Linked DNA regions of Sus scrofa: region 2 is linked to region 1. Evidence: chromatin contacts called from public HiChIP or PLAC-seq data. All regions are on one chromosome and are shown on one strand. The core of a region is the stretch at or near the end of the contact, and the rest is flanking DNA. Distances in the headings are between cores, read along the strand shown. Region 1 overlaps KLHL2 (kelch-like protein 2). Region 2 holds the start of TMEM192 (transmembrane protein 192).

Region 1 (2,700 bases), core at 146-2,645:
CACTAGACATGGACGACACCCAAGCCAAACAACGAGCACCCAAAGACACTCTTAACCAGCTGCACATTTTAAAGGAAGATGCTTTCATCCTATTTCATGTTGTCTGACAAGCCAAATTACACAGAAGATGTTTCGTTTAGACAAGTACACTCCTTCTGCTTGGCTATCAGGATCTGTAGTTTATTTTCAGCTTGGGCACTTACTCCACAGGGGGAAACAATTTATGTAGTAAATCTTTTATTTTTATTTATTTATTGTCTTTTTGCTATTTCTTGGACGGCTTCCGCGGCATATGGAGTTTCCCAGGCTAGGGGTCTAATCGGAGCTGTAGCCACCGGCCTACGGCAGAGCCAGAGCAACGTGGGATCCAAGCCTTGTCTGCGACCTACACCACAGCTCACGGCAACGTCAGATCCTTACCCCACCGAGCAAGGCCAGGGACCGAACCCGCAACCTCATGGTTTTAGTCGGATTCGTTAACCACTGCGCCACAACGGGAACTCCGTAAATCTTTTAAATCCTGAACCATTAGCAGTGTGTTTATTAGAATACACTACCAAGAGATCTGATTATTCCATAGACGTAAGATTTCCAGATGTCTAGGAAAACATGCAAAGACGATGCTTACAGTTCAGTCACTGTTAATATTACAGTCAGTGTACACCTAAAAAGCAGATTTTTATTCATTTACCAGCCATTTTATATTTGTATCAGAAGCGCTTGTTTATTTAAAGTGCCAGGAATGACATAAAAACAAACAAGGAAACAGCTGTCCAAAGGGCATGAGCGGAGGGTAGAAATAACCCCCAAACTTAAAGTAGCTATACATTGTTCAGACTAAAAATGTCTCATTATGAAACTTAACCTGTAACTTTCATTAGCACACATCTTCTAAAATCTACATTTGGGAGTTCCCTGGTGGCTCAGTGGCTAAGAGGCCAGCATTGTCACTGCAGTGGCTCGAAATACTGCTGTGGCACAGGTTTGATCCCTGGCCTGGGAACTTCTGTGTGCCATGGGCACGGCCAAAACAAATAAATTTTTAAAAAACCAATCTACATTTAAGTCCCCAATTTACAAATAAATCATGTTCCACAGTTTATTTTTTCAACTGGCTGCATGACACCCACTGCACATTTACTCATAGAGATGGTATTAAAAATATTAATAAGCCACAAAAGCAATGAACACAATAATACTACTTGACTGCTTAACTTCAGGGGGCAGTGGGTACAGGGAAGGAAGAAGAGCGTTTCCTTCCTCTTTCTGGGATGCAGGCCTGACCGGAGACAGAATTTTGACATAGGAAGTGTTTGTAACTGGCATCCTGCCCTCTCTCTGCTGTGCACCCAGCTGTGATTCTCCACCCAGATCTGCCTTTCCGGCTAAGTGATTCATCATCTAAATACATCTACTCCCCTCCTCCTTCCAACACACTCCAACTCAAGCTCCACCCCTCAAGATAGGTACTGCCAGCAGGGTCAAAAGGAAAGCCATCTCGGGAGTTCCATTTGTGGCTTATCAGGTTAAGAACCTGACTAGGATCCATGAGGATTCAGGTTTGATACCTGGCCTTGCTCAGTGGGTTACAGGATCCAGCATCACACAGTGTAGGTTGCAGATGTGGCTTGGAACTGGTGTGGTTATGGCATAGGACCGCAGCTGCAGCTCTGATTTGACCACTAGCCTAGGAATTTCCATATACTGCAAGTTCAACCGCCCAAAAAAACCCATCTTATTAATTCATATTAATAATTAATAACACAACACTTATCCAGGACAAATCCCTTCCAGAAGTATTTAAAGTTTTAAGAAAGGCTTTTAAGCAGAATACATCTGTAACTGATGTCATTTCCAATGATATATAAATGCAGGGGAAAGGCGAAGGTGTCATGGAAAGAAGAAAATGAGGGTGTATGGTCTTCAGGCATACCTCCCCCATACCACCCTTTTTTACAGCTGTTTCTTCCATTATTTTTAACCCAAGATTTCTCTAAAATCTCCAACTCTGGATAGATGTCCAGGAGTGGGATTGCTGGATCAAATGGTCACTCTATTTTCAGTTTTCTGAGGAATCTCTATACTGTTTTCCACAGTGTTTGCACCAAGTTACATTCCCACCAACAGTGTAATAGGGTTCCCTCTTCACACCCTCTCTATGATTTACTGTTCACAGACTTTTTGATGATGGCCATTCTGGCTGGTGTAAGGTGGTAACTCAGAGTGGTTTTTATTTGCATTTCTCTAATGATTAGTGATGCTGAACATCTTTTCATGTGTTTTTTGGCCATCTGTATGTTCTTTGGAGATCTTCTGCCCATTTTTTTGATGGGGTTGTTTTTTTTGGTATTGAGCTGCAGGAGGTGTTTATAAATTTTGGAGATTAACCATGTGTCAGTCACTTCATTTGCAAATATTTTCTCCCATTCTGTGGGTTGTCTTTTTGTTTTGTTTAGGGTTTCCTCTGCTGTGTAGAAACTTTTAAGTTTAATTAAGTCCCATTTGTTTATTTTTGGTTTTACTGTCATTACTCAAGGAGGTAGATCTGAGAAGACATTGCTGTGGTTCATGTTGGAGAGTGTTTGGCCTACGTTTTCCTCTAAGAGTTTTATAGTATCTATCTGGTCTTATATTTAGGTCTTTAATCAATTTTGAGTTTATTTTTGTGTATGGTGTTAGGAAGTGTTCTAATTTCAGTCT
Region 2 (2,700 bases), core at 61-2,560, 160 kb after region 1:
ATAAGGCTCTTAGGAAATAATTCATGGAAACTCAGGAGATTTTAAAAATTTTTAAATTTTGTGAGATTTTCAAAGAGCAAGTGGAGAATTAGACTATCTTTTTCTTTGCTGATATTTAAATGATTTTATTTCACCAATGGTGTAAACAAGATTACACCAAAAACAATGTGCAAATAAGCATTAAAAAGTATGATAGTATTTGCTACTCTAGTATCAGCATTATCTGTGGGGACTGGTTATAAACAGAAAATTTTACTTTCCTTGTTGCTTAAGAATACTAGTGAATTTTCAGAAAATGTAATCGTTTCATTTTCAGTTCCGCTTAAAAACCCATAGATGAGTTATCCATGTGGCTCAGCTGCTTGAGAACCCGACTAGTATCCATGAGGATGTGGGTTCAATCCCTGGCTTCACTCAGCTGTGGCTTGGTTCTGGCATTGCTGTGGCTGTAGTGTAGGCTGGCAGCTGCTGCTCTGATTCAACCTCTAGCCTGGGAACTTACACCTGCTGCAGCTGCGGCCCTAAAAACAAACAAGCAAGCAAGCAAGCAAACAAACAAACAAACAAACCTGGAGAATTCCTTGGTGGCCTAGAGGGTTAAGGATCCACACTATCACTGCTATGGCTTGGGTGGCAACTGCAGCTCAGGATCAGTTCCTGACCCCGCCCCCCCAACTTCTGCAGACCAGTGGGCTACGCCAAAAATAACAAAAGCAAAACAAAAAAACACCCTCCCAAACCCATGACAGCCCTAAAAATTCCTTACTGCCTCATGTACTGGTGAAATCTGTTAAATGTATCACAGAAATCAGTCTTTATTCGCTTTGGCTCCCTCTGCTGGTGGAGTTCTGATCTATAAATGCGAACCTGGGATTCTACCGCTGGTTCTATGCACAGAGGTGTGCTGCAAGCGAAAATTAAGGAACACCAAGAAAACTTAATGTTCAAAGAAATGAGTGGTGGCCGAAAGTAGTTCAAACTCTGGGACTTGGAACGCATGCTTTAGTGCCCAATTCTCCTGCCAACCACGCACTGGACAAGAGATCGCAACCAAGGCACTCTCAGGCACCCAAGACCTCTCACCTGCACCAGCCTCCCTGGGCGGGTCTTCGGCGAGAGTCACGCCCCCTTCCGCCTCTGCCAATTGAAATCGAGGTGTCTGTGTCGCTGTCTCTGCATCTGCCAATTGGAAGCGAGGGGCGTGGCCAGTCATTCCGCTCCCTCTGCCAATAGAGAGTGAGGGGGCGGGTCCTGGAACGCTTCTGGAAGTGGGCCCTTGAGCGAAGCGCTGGAGCCCGCCCTCTGCGCCTCTGCCAATCGGGAGCGAGGTGCCGGTCCAGGGGCGGGTCCCGGAAGCAGGCACCGAGAGCAGGTTTGGAGGCCAGGCGGCGGGGCTGCGGCCTCCGGCGGCGGGCAGTATGGAGGATGTGAGTGTGCAGATGCAGGTGGCCGGCGGCCAGCCTGGAGCCTCTCTTTCGGTGCTGGGCGCGCTGGGCGGAGATGGGGGTGGGCGCAACATTGACTGGAGGGGCGTCTCCTGCGCGGGGCTGCCTGGGCCTGGGACCCTGGCAGGAGGCAAGCGGGAGTCCGCGGAGTACGCCTCGCGCCAGGCCGGCTTATTTAATGGGGGGAGGCTGGACGCTTAGCCCCGTACGGGTGCATCTTGGGTCCCAGAGCTGGAGCAGCCCGCGGTGCAGGTGTGGACCCGGGCGCAGAGCCGAGTTCTGCTCCTCGAGGCCCCAGGCCTTGGCCTGGAAGGCTGTGACCTGGACCGGCTTCGGCGTCCCACGGGCAGACCTGTCGCTGTCATCGCCCGGAAACCCACATTGGAGAAAAACAATGTCGAGATGTTTTGAATCATGGCATGGTAGGAATGAAGGGATTTTTAAATTTCTAAGTAGATGGATCCAAACCGGATTACTAAAAAAGCAGTGCCCTAGTTATAAGCAAAAATCTTTGCTTGAATGTATTAAAACATTTTTAGGGGAAGCGTGTATTTGTGTCCACAATTCCCTAGGTTGCCCATTGGCACAAAATAAATTATTGCCTAAGAGAAACGAAAAGTTGGCAGTTATATTAAAGCACTAATTTGGGTTAATAAATTAATAGAAATATTACTGTGATCCTACTACTGAATGAGGTGACTCCAGCAGGACACATGAAACACAGTTCCGGCCTCACAGGCCCCACAAGGCCTTAGATTCTTATGCAAATAATGACTGAAGTTCAGTTATCTTGACTGAATAAAAACCAGTTTCTCGTAATAAGACTTAAAAATTCAGTTTCAGTTGAGAAAATGAATGCTTACTGTAATTCCTGGAAATAGATTTGAGACATATATTTAAAGAAAAGTTCTTTGTTTCTAAATTTTTTAAGGATGAAATTCATGAACTGACAATGTATGGAGAATATGAGTTTCTGAGAGGAAAAGGAGAGACTCTTAGAAAAATATGTGCAGTAAATGCCTCTTGGTTGGTGCTAGGCTGCCCTAGGATTCTTGAATCTATAGCTTTTAGTTTTAGGATGCATGCAATCCTAGAAATTTGTTTCACCAAACATTGGAGAGTAATGTTTCACCAACAGCTATATAGCTAAATCACTTTAGATCTGAGAAGGTTGTCTGCTTTTGGTATTTTATGGATATGATTTCTACCACTCAGTAAAAAGCTAAAAACTGTGCTTTATCTTAGGCCCAGACAC

The links. HiChIP or PLAC-seq counts read pairs in DNA pulled down with a chosen protein or histone mark.
Region 2: an H3K27ac HiChIP or PLAC-seq map of alveolar macrophages shows a contact between it and region 1. The contact joins the promoter of TMEM192 here to the enhancer-like site in region 1. A contact is called at or near these places in 2 of 5 promoter capture datasets (fetal liver and liver), 5 of 47 Hi-C or Micro-C datasets (blood, embryonic fibroblasts, fibroblasts and 2 more) and 1 of 2 datasets of contacts at active chromatin or transcription factors (alveolar macrophages).

What each region holds. Positions count from the first base shown.
Region 1 is chr8:43,801,721-43,804,420 of Sscrofa11.1, forward strand. The region is part of intron 4 of KLHL2 (kelch-like protein 2); the gene reads right to left. Among named protein-coding and RNA genes, the nearest start is that of MSMO1, 64 kb to the left of the region's middle. Within about 2 kb of position 1,396, at least 8 of the 83 cell types and tissues checked have an H3K27ac peak or open chromatin away from gene starts, as enhancers often do. A contact at or near this core is called in alveolar macrophages and retroperitoneal adipose tissue, where this site is marked.
Region 2 is chr8:43,959,360-43,962,059 of Sscrofa11.1, forward strand. TMEM192 (transmembrane protein 192) reads left to right here and starts at 1,311. Exons shown (of 6, transcript XM_003128993.5): 1 at 1,311-1,427. The coding sequence starts at 1,419.